Linked DNA regions of Rattus norvegicus: region 1 is linked to region 2. Evidence: chromatin contacts called from public Hi-C data. All regions are on one chromosome and are shown on one strand. The core of a region is the stretch at or near the end of the contact, and the rest is flanking DNA. Distances in the headings are between cores, read along the strand shown. Region 1 holds the start of E2f3 (E2F transcription factor 3). Region 2 holds the start of Uqcrfs1 (ubiquinol-cytochrome c reductase, Rieske iron-sulfur polypeptide 1).

Region 1 (5,140 bases), core at 1,409-3,908, 620 kb before region 2:
AATTATAAACAGAAAGGAAATTTTTAAAAATTAATTCTTTCTCTACCCACCCCATTTCCCAAAGTCCTATATATGTGTACAGACTTTCTTAAGAGATCCCAGCAAAACACTGATTGTGCAAAAACACACACACATCTAGACCTAGGACTAGGTGAGGTCCTCGACTGGTATTACCATGCAACCATAGGTATCTGAGTCCGGGTGGGTTCTAGCCTGGTCGGAGCCAAGCCTCAACACGAGGGTGAAGACAGAAGGCATGGAGGAAGGAATGCAGGAGAGAAAGGAAGAGGGGGAGACCTCGGGGCCACACTTCTTTCTAGTAGCAACAAAAAGGGAAGCCGCATACTGACCTAAATCATCTCTCAAAGGCGCTTTATAAATTACAGGGACAAAGGGAGGGGGTGGCGGGTGGCCTGGGAACCCCACAGACACCCTACCCTCTGACCCGCCCCCTCCCCCTCCAGCACAAGGGAAGCAAGACAGAAAGCAGCTCAACTCGGCCACGGGCGTGAAGCCCTCATCTGGGTTTCAATTGCCCATCCATCCACCCCCCAAAAGAAACACACGTAAACACTATACCCACCCCGGGGGCGGCTACTCCCGCCCCGGGGCTCCTAGAAGCCGAGGCCGGGGATTTACTTAGTTAGATTTTTCTTGCTTACTCATTTCCCTCAAGCACCCAACCCCCCGTTCCCACTCCAAAACCCCGCTCGGTCGCCTACCCTCCGGCTCCGGCCCCCCGGGGATCCGGGGTCCCCGCGGCGGTGGCTCGGGCCCCCGCGCGGTCCGGGTCACTAACCTGCTGCTGTAAGGGCATTTCCGAAAGCAGCCTGGCTCCGGGGGAGGTGGGGGGCCGGCTGGAGAGGGGGCCCGAGGCCGAGTGGAGCGGCGGCGCCGGGCGAGGGCGGGCGCCGTGGGGGGGGTGGGGACGGGAGAGGGAGGGTGGCGGTGCCGGGTGCGAGGGCGCCGGGACCGTCCCAGGCCTGGGAGCCGGCGAGCAGGAGGAAGTGGGTGCCCCCTCTCCCCCTCCAGCGCCCCCTCCCGCCGGCGCCTCCTCCCCAGTCACAGGCGCGTCCTCCGCGCACGTGTGCGAAACGTCACCGGCGGGTCCCGGAGAGAAGGGACAGATCCTGGCGGCGGGACGGGAACCCGGCTGCCCCCGCCCTCCGTCGCCGGGGGGCGGGGAGGGGGACAGGGCGGGGAAGGAAGGGGCAAGGGGAGAGGCGGGTCAAGGGCAGGCCCGGGGCCCGGTGAGCAAGGCCCCAGCGCTCCGGCCACGCGGGCGCCGCCGCTGCCACCGCGGAGATGCGCCCAGGCCGGAGCACCCGCCCGCCCGCCCCTTGTCGCAGACAGCGCGAGCTCTGGTCTACCGGGGCTCTCAGCTCCACCTCCCCCACAGCGATACCCGTCCACCTCCCAGATCCCCTTTGTTGCCGGGAGCTAGGTCCCCAAAGGTGCCAGGCACTGGCGCCCCAGCGCTCGGAGCACGCCTGCGGGACCCCCGGCCGCCCAGGGGCTGCAGAGGCAGGAGACAGGCTTGCACGCCTCGGGTCCCCCGGTTTACATCCTCTGGGGTCCCCCACTCTCCAGTGCACTACTCCCTCCCCCACCCCCTTCTCCATCCGGGGCGTGACCCCTTCCTACGCCCGAGAAAGAGGAAGCTTCGAGTTGCAAGGGAGGGGAGAGTGGGGGTAGGGAAAAGTGCAGGAAAAGAAGGGGGGGCGCGAAAAGTTTTGGAGTGTTGGATGTGGCTCGCAAAGAGGGACTCCCCACCGCCCCGCGCGCCAGCCCAAGCCCCCATGTCCTCCCAACGTCCGCAGGGAAGCACCCCGAGTCTAACAATAAGCACACGCTGGAGGGACAGCAACGAGGCCCACGATGCTCAGCCTCGCGCTCCCGCGCCACCGCTCCCGGGAGCCCGCCTCCCACCTGGGCTAAGGACACTGAGGAGGGTATTACCGGTGGGCCACCGCCGCCGCCGCGTCCTGCTGCTGGTGGCTGCTGTAGCAGCCCGGCTCTGCTGGAGGGTCCTTGTGGCGTGGTGTAGAGGAGGCTGCTGGCGGCCGGCTCCGTGCCGGGGACACTGGGGAGAAGGGGGCCGGCGGCCAGGGCGCCGCTTTGGAGGGAGGTGGCACAGGACGTGGTGGAAGGGTTCGTGGTGAGGATCTGGATGTACGTGCCCGGGGCGGCGGCGGCGGCGAAGCCGGAGCTGGCTAGCAGTGCCCTTTTGTCCATGGAGGCTGCAGCGGCGGCGGCGACGACAGCCGCCCCCTCCCCACCCCCGGCGGTCACCAGGTACTGCTCCAGGGCGGGCTGGATCCCCTTTCTCATCTCTCGCTCCTGCTCTTTTTTAGTGTTACGATATATTAACGTATTGCTTTCAATTTCTTTATTATTTGCAGCCGGAGTTTCCAAGTCTCTCCTTCTCGCCTCCCCTCCCGGCGCTTCCGAACCCTCTCTCTCTCTTTTCTTTTTATTTTTCCGCACCGCACAGGCCCCGGGGGCCAAAAATAATCGGGGGTCTGGAGAGAGGAGGGTCCCGGCCGCACGGATATCAGGCCCCGAGGAGGGATGGAGGCGTCGGGGGCAGCCGATGCAACGGATTGCGAGGCGGCGGCGGCAGCCCGGGTGCTGCGGCCGGCAGCTGAAAAATGGCTCCAGGAAGCTGCTGCTGACAATGAATGAAGGGATACGGTTTACGCGCCAAGGTCCTCCCGCGAAACTCAGATTTCCCGCCGGCTTTTCAAACCATATTTGCATATCTCCGCCCCTCAACCCGCCGAGGACTGTTCCCACAGTCCATTGGATCGCTGTCGCCTTACTTCGGTACCAATCCTGGAGTGAGGTCGCCACTGGCTGTTTTCCATTGGCTGCCATGCACCATGGTTACCGGGGTGACCTAGGCTTTATTTGCATAGGAAAATCTGATTGGGTGGAAGCAGAGCAGGCTTCTTAGGAGGTGGGGCAAAGTCCTACTCTCCCACGGAAAGCCACGCCCATCACAGGCCCCTCCCTCGCTCCTACCCGCGGGGCTGGCTCTGATGACCTGGGCAGGGACTCTGCCTCGCAGACTCAGTGTGGATCTAGTCTGGAGCGCAAGTTTCGGTTTTGGAGATTGTCAAGGTGACACCCTCAGGGACTTTGTTTCCTTTAACCAATCAGGGTAGTAAATGAAGAACTGGTAGAAATTCTCCCAAATATGTGTCAAAGGCAAGTTGGACCCGGCCTGGCAGGTGGAAAACTGAGCCCTTTAAATCCTAGGTTTCTTCCTTCCTGAAATCCAACCAATGACGTGAGAGCGGATCCGGAGGCCGAGGCTGATAGACAGAAGCATGTGGGCAGACAGAACCGTGGGGGTAGAAGGTTCAGCTGACGCGACTGCAGGCACACTTTAGTTCATATTCCAGATCATTCCTGGCAGCTTCATGATTAGCCCGAATTCGGTTTAAGTAAAAATTAACTCTTTGTTCAGTGAACTCTTGTTACAAGTATAGGTTTGAGTCTAACAAACACCCTCTCTGGCCCAGAAACAATCAGGGGAGTTAATCAGGGCTAACCTAGAACTGATCCGCGGGTTTTTAATCCGCCATGCAGCAATCCAAAGAAGTACAGGCTTTTATGGTGACGTGGGACTTCCAGTGAAAGCTGCCTGCACTCGGCTCTTTACATCCTGAGACTCCAGGAAATTCTTCAGCAAACAGCAAACACTACAACCCAATCCTAACCCAATATATTTTAAAAGAAAGAAAAAATGTATGCACATTTATGTATATATGTAAATCAGAAGATGTCAAGGAAAATGAAATAGTTGTCGAACTGGCTTCTATATGAAAGTGAATACTTATGGATCTTTAAAATGAGGATTGTGGGGCTGGAGAAACGGATCAGTTAGTAAAATGCTTACTTGCGTAAGCGAGAGGACCTAAATTTGATCCCCAACACTCACATTTAAAAAGTTAGGCATGACTGCATGTATCACTAATCCCAGAACGGGGAGATGGAGACCTGAAAATCCTTGGGGCTTGCTGGTCAGCAGTGAAGCTAGTTGGTAAATTCCAGACTCATTGAGCTACCCTATTCTGAAAACTAAGGTAGAGAGCTGTTGAGGAAAACATCTGAGGTTGGCCTCTGACTTGTATGTGCACGTGTATACACAAGCTTGTGCATTCACATGTACACATACACTTGTACATGCACAAGAAAAGTATTTAAGACTGAGGAGGAAGGTGAGGAACGATGTAGACCAGATTTTCATTTAGTAGCTGAGAACTGTGGGAAACAGCTGTTAAGATATATGGTTCTACCTCAGGCACATTATAATTTTTAAATGTAGGGTATTTGGTGGGTTGCTCAGTGGATGATGAGGCTTGCATTACACAGAGTACTTTCATCTGAGTATTATTTATTATTATTGTTGCTATTATTATTATTATTATTATTATTATTATTATTATTATTTTACCCAAACTCACATTCAAACCATATATGAAGCCTAACAATTTGAGTCAGTTCAGGTTAGGACCATTTAATATTTCAGTCCTATTACCATCTCTGGAATTAAAAATATTGTTAAGGGGCTGGAGAGATGGCTCAGTGGTTAAGAGCACTGACTGCTTTTCCAGAGGTTCTGAGTTCAAATCCCAGCAACTACATGGTGGCTCTCAACCATCTTTAGTGAGGTCTGATGCCCCTCTTCTGGTGTGTCTGAACACAGATACAGTATACTTACGTATAATAAATAAATAAATCTTTTTTAAAAAAAAATACTGTTAAGCTTCATGCCAGGCTTGGAAGCACTTTGGTTTTGCATTCAAATTGGTTGAAGAGCCATAGAATTTGTACATTTGAAGATTGGTGGCCAGTAATCTTATTGGCTGTGTTTGTAGAGTCGGTAAGGTGAAATTCAGAAGGCACACATGCCTGGTTGAGTAAGAGGGAGGAGAACCACTTCTTTAATCTTATAACTGTCGCTTTGCATTGTGGATCACTGTGGAGAAAGCTAATACTGTAAGCTAGGACACTGGCAGCTGCGTGATATTCCTGTAGGGAGGTTACTGTAGGGGGAGGGGTGTTGCAACATGTCATCAGAGAGCTGCATCCGACATTACAGACAATACCAGATTTCCGTCTTTGCAAACTT
Region 2 (5,236 bases), core at 1,236-3,735:
AGGACAATACCTGGAATTACACTAAAAAAATTTGTTGCCTACCTAAAACAGAAAGGAGCCAAGTTCACAGTCCATATTCAACAGGACCCGCAACTACCACCTCCTAACAACACAAGGTAACTAAAAACACTACACAGAATGACCTGTTCGCAAGAGCTTTGGTGACAAAAGAAATCCAGTTATCGACTGTTCTCTCTACAGCAAGCTACATATCACCATTACCAACCAAGGAACCTTTAGGAAACTGTTTCAAAAGTCATTTTCTATGTAATTTGCACAAGTTACATTAAGCAAGATGCTTAATTTAATTCCTCCCTGATGCATGAGCAGTTATTGAAATATCACCTCAAAATAAAGGAAATCTAAGGCATGTAAACTTTTTGTAGTTGTATAGCATCTGCATGAAATCTGCATGAAAGAGATGGCTACCACAATGCAGACTTTCTCCTCCACACACCTCCAGTCCAAATCCACCCATTTGTCACTACCTATCTTTCCATAGCCACCCACATGGATTTTAATGTGCAATTAAGCTACAATGTAAAGTGTGCTTTCAGAAAAGGTTTTGGCTTTGTTCCTACACTGGTTTGGAAAAGGCTTTCATGAAGCAGGGACGCTACCAGTTTTTATCAGAAGCCTTTCATTCAGCTACCTGACATACATAGGAGATTGCTTTTCACCTCTACAATTTTCTCCTCCCTCACTTCTCACCTACTGATCCCCCAACCCAAACAGACTTAGAGCAAGGTAGCTTATTACGTTTCTGTCCTGAAAAGTTTTTCCAAGACCCACTAGTGCTCCTTCACCAAATATCTTGGATCAAACGTATACAAAATCTGAAACTGGGAGACAAAAATTAAGAGCTATTCTACCGCTTAAAATCAAGACCAGAAGTCTCAACAATAGAATGGAAAGTGTCAACATGGTGTAATGACAAAGATATCAGCGAAAGTAAAAATTTTTAATCTGACCTGGAACTAAGGTTAAAAGCTAAATACAGATATGTAGCAAACCCAGTGGGGATCTGCAGGTAAAGCTAACCGTGATGACTCTTGGAAGACAGTCAGGAAGATCTTGAGTCTGGGCACAGCCCAGGATACATAATGAGACCCTGCCTCAACTAGAGACAGAGACAGAATGAGAATGAATGCAGAGGGAAAAGCTGCCCAAGAAAGAAATTTGATTAACATGTAGAAAGGTCATAAACTCAACACTGAACAGTGCCAAGTAGGTAATACATTGAACAATCATAGTATCTGACTTTGTTTGGTATAGAGGAGAAAGCTGTTTGGATGCGAACTTCATTCTTTTAAAATGAATGACAGTTCTAAACTCAATTGTCTGTGTGAACTTGAAATCAAGGTTCATTCTACTTGGAATACTCAACTATAGGAGCAGAAACCGAATAGCCCAGCGCAGCTTCCCATATTTCAGGAGACGCCCAGAAAGCTTTCTAGACTTTTAAATCACAAGGGAATGTGAAGCGCAGACTTAGATAAACTAGGAAGAGACCATGCTGCATGGATTCCCACTGTGTGGGCCACTTCACCTCTGGTGGTCTATTTTCTGTAAAAAGAGTATCATTTACGTCTGCCTGTCTTCACAACTAAGGTTATGAAAGCAAGAGAGCCAGGTATCTGAAACCACTGCTAACCCCCTACAGTGGAACTGACCTCAGGGCTGGTTTTGTGTTTATTGGGATGGGGCTGCTGGGGAGTCAGGATGCTGAAAAGCGGCGGTACCAGTACACTGACAACTTCCTACATGTTTTCTTGCAACTTCTATTTTGAACACTTAGCGTCTAAACTGTACCAGTGGTTTTACATAGAATTCTCTCATCTAAGACTCACGGCACCCCTACAATATGATGATAGCAATGAGGAACTTGCCCAAGGTCAAACTACTGTAACCAACATAATCTCCGTCACTTAGCCGAGATGGACGGAGGCCAATCTTAAAGTTAATCAAGGAAGTCAACTGCAGCCTGACGAGGGAACCCAGACTAACGTGCAGACTGGTTCCTGACGCCTGGGGGATGCGGCCCCTGGAGCATCCCAGCGGCATCCGGTCACCGTGAGCCCGCCTGCTCGAAGAGGCGCTGGGCCTGCCAAGGTCGCTGCGGCCAGTCCACCACATCCCAGCGCACCGCCCTCTGCCGCCGCCCCGGACCTGGAGCCGCAGGGAAACGAGATCGGGGCACCCTGAAGCCGGCTCACCATTCAGGCCCACTGTGGCCACCAAAGGACGGGTCGCGGCCTGGCCACTCAGCGACTCACGGCACAGGAAGGGTCGCTTCACGTCCAGAACCGGTGGTTCCGAGGTGGCGGGCACCGCGCTTTGCAGCAGGGGCCGCAGCGCTCCCGCCACCCCGCGGGACGTGGCCGATAGGACGGGCGCGAACGGGCCCGAGCGGGCAGCGACCGACAACATGGCGACAGCTGCTCCAACTACCTAGTCGGTCACAGGGACGACCTTCCGTTCGAACGCAGGCCCGAAGAGGAGCGGGAGGCGCAGGACTTGTGACGTAAGCGCGACGCCGGAAAGGGAATTTCGTAAGGCTAAGCGAATCCGGAGGATTGCCGCGTTGGAGGCGTGGCTACGGGCGCAAATTGCGGGCGGGAGGGGAAAGGGAAGTACCTAACGCTGACGCTGGGGTCTGACTTGGTCGCTTTGCCCCAGGAAAACAGAAGTCAGTAGCAACTTCTTGTGGTCGTGATTGAGATCCTTCGTTTACGGCGAAAACTTAAATCAGGGACGACCTAGGCATGAGAAAAAGTTATTACAGAGTTAAAGAACAGGCTATTACTACTTCCTAACGCCTATCATGTAGAATAAATACCAGCCACTTTCTGTCTTTTGCTATGACAAATTTTATCATCTTAAAACAAAAAGGCCAGAAACCTTTATACAAAATTTGACAATATCCGTGGCTTACAATTTTTCATCATACACCACGCTTTGGATTTGGTAGTTTCCTTCATTGTTCATTTGTAATTACGATCTTGAGGAAATAACACTAATGATATCAACATTTTACCAGTGAAGGACCTGGTCCTTAAACCCTTTGCTCAGGCATGGATTGCCAGCAAGCAGTGGAGTCCCCTGAGTTTTTTCTCTCAACCAGATGTTTTCCCAAGTGATATTTTAGGCGGTACAAAAGGGGGGAACTCTCAATCACTCACATAGTGAGAAAACTGCACCTGTGAGCCTTTTAACTTCTCTTTCAGTTCTGATTACACCAATAACAAAGCCTCGGTGCGATGCTAATAAACATTAATCCCCCTTACATTTGAAACCCACTTTTCGAAGGGGAATAGACCTTGATTTCAAGTTCACACAGACAACTGAGTTTAGAGATACTCACTTTAAAAGAAATATACAACTTTAATTTAAAAAACCCATACAACTTTCTCTATACCAAATACTTTGCTTATTCTTTTAGGGTTTAAAAATCCAGTAAAAAATAAAAAAAAAAATTAAGCAGTGCACACTCTGGCATGATTGTGATATGTTTGTATAATATGTGGACTTTAGAACCTTGGCTGGTTTCCAAACTTTTGGAATTGTGAAACAATGTAGTTGTGTTGTTTTAAGACACTATGTTTGTTGTTGTAGCAATGTAAAACAGAGCACAGGAGATCTGTGTCCTCACACAGTGGAATGATTGCAAGGGGTCCTTAGCAAAGGAAGATACTTGCTGGCTAGTCTGGGTCCTTTCTTGTCATTGTCATTTCACTTGGTTATATTCTAACTCTCTGACTGAGGCTTCCGAGCATGGGCCTTTGGGTTGGCACAGTTCTACAATGCTGGACCCACTGTTAAATGTATCAGGATGCAAAGAGGCAGCTGCCCTAGTTCCAAGGATGTGAGCTGTAGTCTATGCATTCTGAAGTCTGGGGAAATGGGTGCTGATGGATGGGGAGGGCTGTAAGCTAAGGAAACTGCAATTGTTCCATAGCAATTTTCTCCCAACTGAAATGGCCCATTCTGGAGGGAAGTTGGCTCCTTATGGTTCAGCAGGCTCTAACTTGAAATAATCCATCCTGGATGGAGTATTCTTTAAGTTCTTTAAGACTTAGCAAGGAAACAACTCACAAGCCTCAGGAAATTCCTAAATCTACCAGTTTACAAGGCCACTCTTTCTCCAGTGTTATAAAAGCAGTAAAGACTAGAGAAGGAATTAGATTCTTTCTGACCAGCAGAACTGTCTGAAACTCCAGGGAGCTCCAGGACTGCAGCTTCCTTAAGTAAGCATTCAAGCTGCAGTGAGATTTTCAGTGAAACAGCTGCCTTTGAGTCATCCATGTCAAGCAAAGCTCACTGGGTTCACTGGGCGGGACGTTAGTAGAACCTCTGATTTGCTTTATTGGTGGTGACCCACCTGCAGTGACTAGGCATGTGTCTATGTTTCACATAACAGATAGATGTTCTCTTGTTGACAACTCAGTGGATGGCATGTTAGGCCAGAGCACACCCTGAAGAACATTCCTCCTTAACCACTTTATCGTTTTCCTTAACCACTTTATTTTGTTTTTCCCAGTGAATAAATTTATCAAGCAATGTTTCTGTGAAATAATAAAACATAGCAAATATGAGTTTTTTATATCTAGATGGGGAAAAATGGGCGTATTTTAGAAAAAAATTTCACTTAAAACTAAGCAAATGAAAGTTAAATCAAATAGTATTACTTTAAGAATCATAACTTTTTTTAAGGTCCAAAAGATGAAGACAAAGCATTTACAGATCTCTGCATGTGGAGAGTAAAGACTTCTGAGTCATGGCAGTGAGGGAGACAGGAGTTGGGGTGATGGACACTCACACCTACGCCAGGGATGCTGGGAAGATCTCCAGTCCCACCTTGATTTGTGTCTTCAGTGGTGTCAAGAGCTGGCAATGCTCATTGCTTCAGACAATGCCACAGTAATGGAACTCTTCAATATGGGGAACGAGTCTGTGAGATGCTTTATTTTCAAGATGCTAGTTTTTTTTTTAAGTTACATCCTGATTTTTCATCTCTAAAATACCTTGAAATAAACACTAAATCCCCGGAAATTTGAATTTTAATGCTTAAATATTAACTTCATAACTTAGTTGTCAATATTATTGTCTCTGAGGCTACCAGTGTACAGCAATGTTCATAAGGGCCCACAGAAGTCTCCTTTGCTCACCTTTTTGACAGAGAATTAATTTTTTAACATCAAACTATAGCAAACAGTCCCTCCTCTCCTGCATTCTT

What was found. A called contact is a pair of places that touch in the nucleus more often than the background predicts.
Region 1: a Hi-C map of kidney shows a contact between it and region 2, with 2.8 times the contacts expected there. The contact joins the promoter of E2f3 here to the promoter of Uqcrfs1 in region 2. A contact is called at or near these places in 2 of 12 Hi-C or Micro-C datasets (the A7r5 cell line and kidney).

What each region holds. Positions count from the first base shown.
Region 1 is chr17:34,807,934-34,813,073 of GRCr8, reverse strand. E2f3 (E2F transcription factor 3) reads right to left here and starts at 2,658. Exons shown (of 7, transcript NM_001137626.2): 1 at 1,960-2,658. The coding sequence starts at 2,331.
Region 2 is chr17:34,183,851-34,189,086 of GRCr8, reverse strand. Uqcrfs1 (ubiquinol-cytochrome c reductase, Rieske iron-sulfur polypeptide 1) reads right to left here and starts at 2,485. Exons shown (of 2, transcript NM_001008888.1): 1 at 2,217-2,485. The coding sequence starts at 2,430.